Linked DNA regions of Mus musculus: all the other regions are linked to region 1. A link is a contact called in public HiChIP or PLAC-seq and Micro-C data. All regions are on one chromosome and are shown on one strand. The core of a region is the stretch at or near the end of the contact, and the rest is flanking DNA. Distances in the headings are between cores, read along the strand shown. Region 1 holds the start of Rcsd1 (RCSD domain containing 1). Region 2 holds the start of Sell (selectin, lymphocyte). Region 3 overlaps Uck2 (uridine-cytidine kinase 2).

Region 1 (2,643 bases), core at 90-2,589:
TCTACCACCCTGAGAAGATGCAGAAAATGAAGATCAGATAAGAGGCTTTTCTAAAGGAACTCATCTAGAAAGCATCGGACTAGAATCTCACCCTCTGCCTGCTTCTGAAGCAGAGGTCTTGCCCCTATATGCTGCTGAGTTCAATGAACAGAGGCTGCCCTGACTTCATGGTTTACAAGGTAAGATTTAGAAGGCCTGTGACGTCAAGATCTATAGACCAACTGTGATGAGAAGCAGTCGGGGCAGCCTTTGCAATGTGGGTGAGTTCTCTGCTGGTTTGTGGTAGTGGTTTCTCTTGGGCTCTTTGCACAGGGGCAGCACCAATGCCCTGTGCTATGGTCCACCAATGTGTTGGCTCTCTCTCTCCCTTGCATAGCAGGTCTGGGTTTGGAGTACAAAGTTGAAGGATGCTGTAAGAAGACACACAGGCATCCTTATCAGCCAATTCCCTGAAGAAATGGGACCCTGAAGAGACACCCAGAGCTATAACCCAGTAGCAGCAGACAATGGCCTCGGCACAGATTCAAGTCCCTACATCCCTCCCACGCAGCCTTAAACCGACATTCCCTGGGGAGAGTTACTAAGCGGGGGCCTTATGTGAATTGGATGTTTAGGACCGTGCCCTTTGCTATATTTAATAGGAATGGGAAAAAGGTCCTTTAGCAAGCAGCATGTCGAAGCAGATATTCCCACAACCCCCTAAGCTGCATGCATCAGAGCAGAGGAGAAGAGTAGCCTGCTGCATGCGGCAGGAAACTTGGGGAAACTTTGCTTGGATTCCTCTCCTTCTTCATACACAGATAGATAATAGATGGACAGACTGATAATTGTTTCCTGCAAATGGAATCCAGGAAAAGAGGTATCAAAGCTAAGGCTACTGAACACAGGAAGGCCAGGTATTAGGTTAAGTAATACAGGAGAGGATGGGGGGAGGGGGAGGGAGAAGGAGGAGGAACGGAGGCTGGGAAAATTGGTATGAAAAGAAGGAAATGGCAAAGAGAAAAAGGATGAAAAGGCAATTCTAATTTGAGGCACAAGGAAAGTAAAGAAGGCAGGCTAAAAGAGGGAGAGTTGAGGTGGTCTGAAAAAAGTGCAAAGCCCAGGGTCCTGAGAAACTTCCGCGAGAAAGGGGGCGCGGCGCTGCCCAGCCCATGTTTGGGCAGATTAATGGAGTCGTGGCGGCTCGGGCTCTTGAGTCCTGCCTTGGGAGGGACAGTATCTGTTTAGATTTGTGTCTAAATTTAAACCCCGATCCGGCCTCCCTCTCTGCTCCCCTCCACTCCCCTCCCCTCCTCCTGCGTCCCTCGGTCCCTCCCTCCCTCCTCCTCCTCCTTCCTCGTTCTCTGGCGCAGGGCCCCCAGCTGGGGCAGTCCCGCAGCCGAGTGCAGCCAGGCGCGCGCCGCCGCCCACTCGCCCTGTGCCCGCTACAGCCCCGAAAGTGACCCGGGCTGGGAGCCGAGGGGACAGCGGGGATCGTGGGCTCTTAACCCGAGAGAGCGGGCGTATCCGCAGCCGGAGGAAGACTACCTGGAGGACATGGAGGTAAAAGACCGGCGGGGACACGGGCCTGGGGGAGAGGGAGGTCAGAGCGCTCCTGCCCAGGTCGCCGTTCCTGCTCTCAGCAGGGAGCACGCAGCCGAAAGGTCGCGTAGGCCAAGTTGAGAAAGGCTGGTCCTTGCTCCTCGGAGACCCCTGTGGGCAGGCGTGGGCTTGTCAGGAAAGGACTTCAGGCGAAGGAGGGGCCTTTGTAGGGGTTCAGGTATTCTGACTGTGCACATACGTGCTTTGGGGGGGGGGTTTAGAAAATAAAACTTAGGTACAACTAAAGTCATAAACGGATAAAGGTGTGAACCAAGAACCCCAAAACAAAACTCCAGCAACCCTGACTCAGGCATTGAGAAACAGAGTTGGCAGTTGAAGCCGGGACTCTGCCCGCATGGCTTCCCGTTTTGATTGCAGTGTGGCTTTTCCGACCAGTTGTTCTCTTACTTCTGATGCCCCTTGTTTCTGTCACATCTTCTTTCAAAACTTTCTGAAAAGCTCCCTTGCCGCCGATCAGATAAACTTATTTCTGAGATATTAGAGGCTCTCCAAGATGCCCTGCCTCCTGAGGTTGTGTGCACCTTGGGGTGTGGTAGCCGTATCTGAGAGGTTTGCAGGGGCGAGTCCCAGACTTTCTCTGCGCTTCTCCAACCTCAGTGGAGAATACTGGCCACTACTTTCCATCCAGCTAGTTCATCTAGCTTCCTCCTCCAGGTCTATAGATTTCCAAAGAAATGTTTCCCTTCAAACCCAGACCAGCTGCAGGTGAACTCAGAGGCACAGCATTGGCAAAGCCCCAGGTTCAACTCCCAGGGTCACACACTCAAAGAAAGAAAAAGAAACTGTGACCTTTTATTGTATTCTAATCAATCTCAGTAGGACCTGGGATTTTCAAAGAGGAAAAAAGGAGATGAAAACCCACAGGCCTAAAGGTGATTCCTCCTCCCACTCAAAAGGAAAGAGCTCCTCCTTAGCCCAAGGTCTGCGGAGATCCCGGGCACAGAAGTTCAATCCCTTCCAGGCTTGAGTCCGCTCATCTCTTCTGAGCTTCACTGTCTGCTCTAAAAGAACAATAGCAAGGCTGCATATTTAGCTCAACCA
Region 2 (2,643 bases), core at 107-2,606, 1.6 Mb after region 1:
GGACTATTGTGTAGATATCAGGATTTGGGCACATCACTAGAGAATGTCAATGCTAAGCTGGTATTAGGGGGACTCAGAAAAGTTCTGAAGGTCAGAGAAAGAATGAGAGTCCTTAAAAGAATTAATAGCCAAAAATAAAAAATACAAAAACAAAAAAAAAAATAAAACAAAAAAGCAACAAAAAAAAGAATTAATAGCCATCTACCTGATTGTATTCCCTGCAACTATGTACTTTCAATGAATATTTAAGAAAAGAACAATCACTGCCTAAGGCTTAGCCAAAAACAAAGGACATACCACAACAGAGCAGTGTCCAGACCCACAGCTTCAGGATGTTCCTCGAGCCCCAGTAAGTACCCTCACATCTCCATGGAAACACCTGTAAATGAAGTGCAAAATATTTAAACTCTGAACTGCAAACTTATAGCACCATGAGGCAGTGCCCTGGCACTTCTTCAATTCACAGATAAAGCCCATCAGCCCACTATCAACCGTATCCAAGGTAAACTATTTGGGGGGGGGTGGGTGTCATGGCTGAAAATTATGGCATCTACTTCATTACACACTGGTACACTACTTTATTTCATTTTCCTTCCAGGTTTCAGTCCCAGGTTGTTGATCATGATTAATGTTATGCTTTCCGATATTTCGGTATTCTTTGTACCTACTTTTCGACTGAGCTTTAAATCAAACAGAATCTTAATTTTTTTAATGCTCTTGTTTTTAATGCTCTTGGGGTCTAATGAACCAGTGACACTCACATTTGCCTTTCACGCTGGGTCATGAAGGAGCCATACCTCAAATATATGAAAGAATGATGTAGCCAGAAGCCAGGAAAGGCAAGCATTGCTTTTTTCAAGTAAGAAGCAATATATTTTTAATAACTCAAACAACAAAGCCATAGGCTTTCTGCACATCTTAAAACTGTAGTTTTGGATGTATATCACTCCTCAGGGAGTCACTCTGTGTCACCGCAAAGGTCTAATCTTATCTGTGCCCCTTCCAGCATTCCATCAAAGCAAACACCAAGGGAGAAAATCAGCAAGAAAGAGTCTAGAGTCATTTTCTTGAGACAGCATGCGTAGGGGTTTTGTTGTTGTTGTTGTTCTTGTTCTTGTTTGTTGGTTTCTATATTTCTTAAACGCAGAAATGATAGCTTCTTGCCCCCTTGCCACCTGCCTCTTCAACCCCAAGGAAAATTTTGAATATCTAGAGATCTCTTATAGGCTGGGATGCTCACCATGGCTTGCTGGGTCTCTCTGCAAGTCTCTCTGCAGGCCTCAGCCTCCTGCACCTGGGGCTCAGAGTTCTTGCACAAGGAGGGCGTGCTGCGCTCAGGAAGAATGTGCCAATGTCACCAGTGGGGTTTGCTTTCTTTCATTTCTCCAGCCCAGCCTCACATCCTCCGCCCCCAATTCTTCCTCTTTCTCTTCTCTCTCTCTCTCTCTCTATCTCTCTCTCCCCACCCCTTTCCTAATCTGGGCTCAATCATTTGCCCCAAGAACACAGTAGTGGACCAGAAGCTATGCCCCCTGCTCAGGATATCCCCAGTTTGGAAGGAGGAAAGGAAAGGGAGAGATATTGTAATTATATTATAATCCCCCAAATTAAAAAAAAAAAATAGAAAAAAAAAAAAGAAGCAATGGCAACTGGATTCTTCCCCACATCCTCTTAGTCCTTTCTGGTTACCTATGCCTCCTTCCCGTCCCTTCCCTTCCCTACCCTTCCCCTCCTCTACCTTCCCTTCCCCTCCCCTTTTTTCTCCTCCCTTCCCTTCCATTCTTCTCCCTTCCCACCCCACTTTCCTTTGTGTTCCTTGTTTTGTTTATAAACTCCCGACCATGGGGTAGGGGACCCTGGTCGTACCATAGATTAAAAACTTATTTCAGAGCTAGTTCACTTGCTCTTGAACTTCGGGAGCTTTCTGGAAGACTTGACCCAACTTAGTTCCTCTCCTTCCTCTTTCCTCGTTCACCCCCTAGTGGAAGTCCTTGTTAATGGCTCTTCTGAAAGCAAAATCCTAAATAAAATCCCAGGGCTCTAACTTAGAGAGGTTGGGGGACCTAGAAATACCTTGAGTAGAAAGTGTGAAGAGGGTAAGACAGCATATAAAGTTTGAATTCAGCCATTCAAAAGCAATCTGGAGGAAGTCACTGACATAATAGTATTTAAACTGTAAGAAAGTTAGTAATAATGACAAAAAATGGCATGTATGTGTCAACATACACACAGACACACACACACAAATATAATGTAGTAGCAACAATAACAACACTAGAACTTAACAGGTCATCTTAATTACCTTTGAAAGTCTAAAATGGGGCAGTGGTGGCGCACGCCTTTAATCCCAGCATTTGGGAGACAGAGGCAGGCAGATTTCTGAGTTCAAGGCCAGCCTGGTCTACAGAGTGAGTTCCAGGACAGCCAGGGCTACAGAGAAACTCTGTCTCGAAAAACAAAAACAAAAAACAAAAACAAACCAAAAAAAAAAAAAAGCTGAGCAGTGGTGGCGCACGCCTTTAATCCCAGCACTTGGGAGGCAGAGGCAGGCAGATTTCTGAGTTCGAGGCCAGCCTGGTCTACAGGATAACCAGAGCTATACAGAGAAACCTTGTCTCGGGGGGAAAAAAAAACCTAAAACAA
Region 3 (2,643 bases), core at 91-2,590, 1.6 Mb before region 1:
CCCATTTCTGCTAGGTGTGCTGGGGGCAGCATCACACAGAAGCAGTGTGGCCGTTCTGTCTCAGGAGAGAGCCCACGACGCTTATGTGTTCCATATTTGGTTGTCTGAGGAAGTCCCATTTTGGAGACTGGTCCTGGAGCTGTGCCATAGCTCTCACGACTTATTGATCTCTGGAGGTCAAACATGGTGTTTTGATTAGCCACCGACTGCATTTCCCCTACTCTGTCGCTTCTGTGGGGAAAGCCAACATTTGAGAGCAGAACATTATGGAGCAATACGCCCTATTTGAATGAGGGAGGCATGAACACCATTCTGGAGGAAGAGCAAGCCGCAGGACCTTCCTGGTCTGCTGTCCCCAGTCCCCAGAGCACTGCAGCTGGGTTGACCCTTTGTTTCCCCAGATGGATGCACCCGCACTGAGGACACCACCAGGCCTTCCAGGGGATTGTGTTCACTGTGAGATTTGAGGTCTTCCATTGTAATCCAATGGAAGCTTTTATGGCATCGGTCACTGTGCCCAGTTAGGGTGGAGACCTCGCAGGCTTGTGGCAAAAGTGTTTTCAGGTGAGTTGGGGACAGGGAACATAGGCCTTGTACTCTGTCAGGCTCCAGTTCCTGGCCTGTCTTGGCCTGTTTTTAATCTGGTTCTTTTGACCTCATCCCTACATCTGTGAAAAGGAGATAAGGTCTGGCTTGTGAGAACACCGGCCCCAGTGTATACACAGTGGTGTCTAAACCGGGAACAATCGCCCTCCTGTTACCTGCCTTCATGTTCTACAGTGTGTGTGCTGCCAGAACAGCCTCTCTGATCAGTCTATTGTTAAACATATTCCCAGTACTTATTTGTTTTATTGGGGAATACCTCCCTCTCCACCCAGACAGGGTTCCTTTGTATAGCCCTGGCTCAATCCTCCTGCCTCTCCCTTTGGAGAGCTGGGATCAAAGGCATGTGCCACCACTGCCAGGCTTAATTGGGGGATATACTTTGGAATATATAGCAAGACCCTGATACATACAACACAAACCGTAATGACCCCCGAACCATTGACTATGTCTTACTCCTGAAGGAAGAGGGCGCTTCCATTCTCAGCCAGGCACTCCTCAGTTGGTAATGTGATGTGAAGGTTGACTGTGCGCTGGGGATCTCTGAGGTGTCAGAGAGTGCCACGTGAGTAAGCTCTGGGCAGATCAAGAGGAGCTGGAGAGAGTTTAATGGGGAAGTCTTCCTTGCGGGATTTAAGTGTAATCACCCTCCCCTGCCACCCCTCCCCCCCAGTCTCTGGATCCTGTGAAGCCATTGCTTGCCGAGCTCACCTTTCTGCATCACGTGACTGTGCTGTTTCCTCTAGGACGCGTCTACTGCAGTGGCCCATAACCTTCCCAGTGCTGCAAACTGTGGTGGTGTTGGGGTGACTCGCAACCTTAAAACTATGTTTGTTGCTACTGTTATGAGTTGTAGTGTAAATATCTGTTAAGCAGGATATCTGATAGTCAGCCCCTGTGAAATAGTCACCCTACCTCCCCCAGGGGGGTCGAGACCCACTGATCGAGAACCACCGGTCTACTGTGCACCCCCACCCCAGCCCCAACCTCCGCCCTCAGGCTGCTGCTGGCTTCCTGCCTCCCATTGTTCTCTCGGTTGCTTTGTGTATTCTTTCTTCTTGGGCTTGGGTCCCGCCTCTGAAGCTCCTTGGCTCACTGCGCGTCTCCCTTCTGGAGTCTGCTCAGTCATCACTTGTCCCGAGCCCCCTTCCCGTGTCCTCAGCTGTCACCCTGCATTTCCACTCAGTGTGTGAGACCTGGAATCCTGCCAGTCCCACCTGCAACCTTCCCTTCAGCTACTCGGGAGAGACACCTTGCTGCTGTCACCCCCACCCCCCCCCCCCGTCAGTCTGTCCATCCAGGCTGCCCATCCCCTCCGTTCCACTTGTGAATCTCTCTTGGAATCTTAGCCAGGCTTCCATCATTTCCAGACAGCATGACTCTCCAGTGGCTGGCTTCCCAGCCAGCAGCCTGGACCCCCTCCAGAACATTCTCCACATTGCTGCGGGAGTGATCTTTAAACAAATACAGCTCTGATCCTGCTCGTCACTCCCTGGGCATTCTTTGTGGCTGGGTTTCCGCTCTTGGCCTTGGCATTTCCAAGGCTGTAATGGGCTAGCTCTTAGCACGTGTCACACCTGTCCTTTCCCATCCTCATTGCTAACTGCTTCCAGGGCCCAGAGCTCGGCTCTCCTCCACCTGTGATGTCAGAGCTGCTTCTGCTCTGCATTCTGCCTCCTGCTTGCCCAGTCGGGCACTTCATCTCTTAAAGCCCTCTTAAGCTTTCCTCTTCCCTTGTGTGTGTGTCTGCCACTCCACTTAAATCTGAATTGGGATTCCCGTCCTAGGTGTTCCTTCTTCTGTACTATTTAATCTTTCCAGTTTAAGGACACTGCTCTTATGTCTGTACAGCGTAGCAGGTGCCCAGGCCCTTGAGAGAGAAGAGTGTATTCAGGTTTCTCTCAGTGTCTTACGTGGAGTCGGCCTGAACCCCGCCCCCACTCCCCCGGCCCCGCCCCGCCCCGCCCCGCCCCCCCATTCTAACTTTAGAATTTGAGATCTGAGAAGTCAGTCTTCACATGCCAGTTCTTGGAAAAGCCA

Evidence for each region. Hi-C and Micro-C count contacts between places; a contact is called where the count stands out from the background. HiChIP or PLAC-seq counts read pairs in DNA pulled down with a chosen protein or histone mark.
Region 2: a contact with region 1 is called in an H3K27ac HiChIP or PLAC-seq map of thymic regulatory T cells, with 5 times the contacts expected there. The contact joins the promoter of Sell here to the promoter of Rcsd1 in region 1. A contact is called at or near these places in 3 of 39 promoter capture datasets (the C10 cell line, liver and pre-B cells), 5 of 484 Hi-C or Micro-C datasets (CD4 T cells, CD8 T cells and regulatory T cells), 3 of 115 datasets of contacts at active chromatin or transcription factors (regulatory T cell precursor, thymic regulatory T cells and thymocytes) and 1 of 9 other capture datasets (liver).
Region 3: a contact with region 1 is called in a Micro-C map of the G1E-ER4 cell line, with 3 times the contacts expected there. The contact joins the enhancer-like site here to the promoter of Rcsd1 in region 1. A contact is called at or near these places in 1 of 39 promoter capture datasets (pre-B cells), 1 of 484 Hi-C or Micro-C datasets (the G1E-ER4 cell line) and 5 of 115 datasets of contacts at active chromatin or transcription factors (acute myeloid leukemia, bone marrow-derived dendritic cells, large pre-B cells and 2 more).

The regions. Positions count from the first base shown.
Region 1 is chr1:165,706,790-165,709,432 of GRCm38.p6, reverse strand. It overlaps Rcsd1 (RCSD domain containing 1), which reads left to right and starts at 1,339. Exons shown (of 7, transcript NM_178593.3): 1 at 1,339-1,542. The coding sequence starts at 1,537.
Region 2 is chr1:164,060,789-164,063,431 of GRCm38.p6, reverse strand. It overlaps Sell (selectin, lymphocyte), which reads right to left and starts at 1,356. Exons shown (of 9, transcript NM_011346.2): 1 at 1,241-1,356; 2 at 298-379. The coding sequence starts at 1,243. Gm51665 (a long non-coding RNA gene) reads left to right here and starts at 440. Exons shown (of 2, transcript XR_003948100.1): 1 at 440-502.
Region 3 is chr1:167,269,583-167,272,225 of GRCm38.p6, reverse strand. All of the region lies in intron 1 of Uck2 (uridine-cytidine kinase 2), which reads left to right. Among named protein-coding and RNA genes, the nearest start is that of Gm46170, 4.0 kb to the right of the region's middle. Within about 2 kb of position 1,340, at least 255 of the 459 cell types and tissues checked have an H3K27ac peak or open chromatin away from gene starts, as enhancers often do. A contact at or near this core is called in the G1E-ER4 cell line and thymic regulatory T cells, where this site is marked.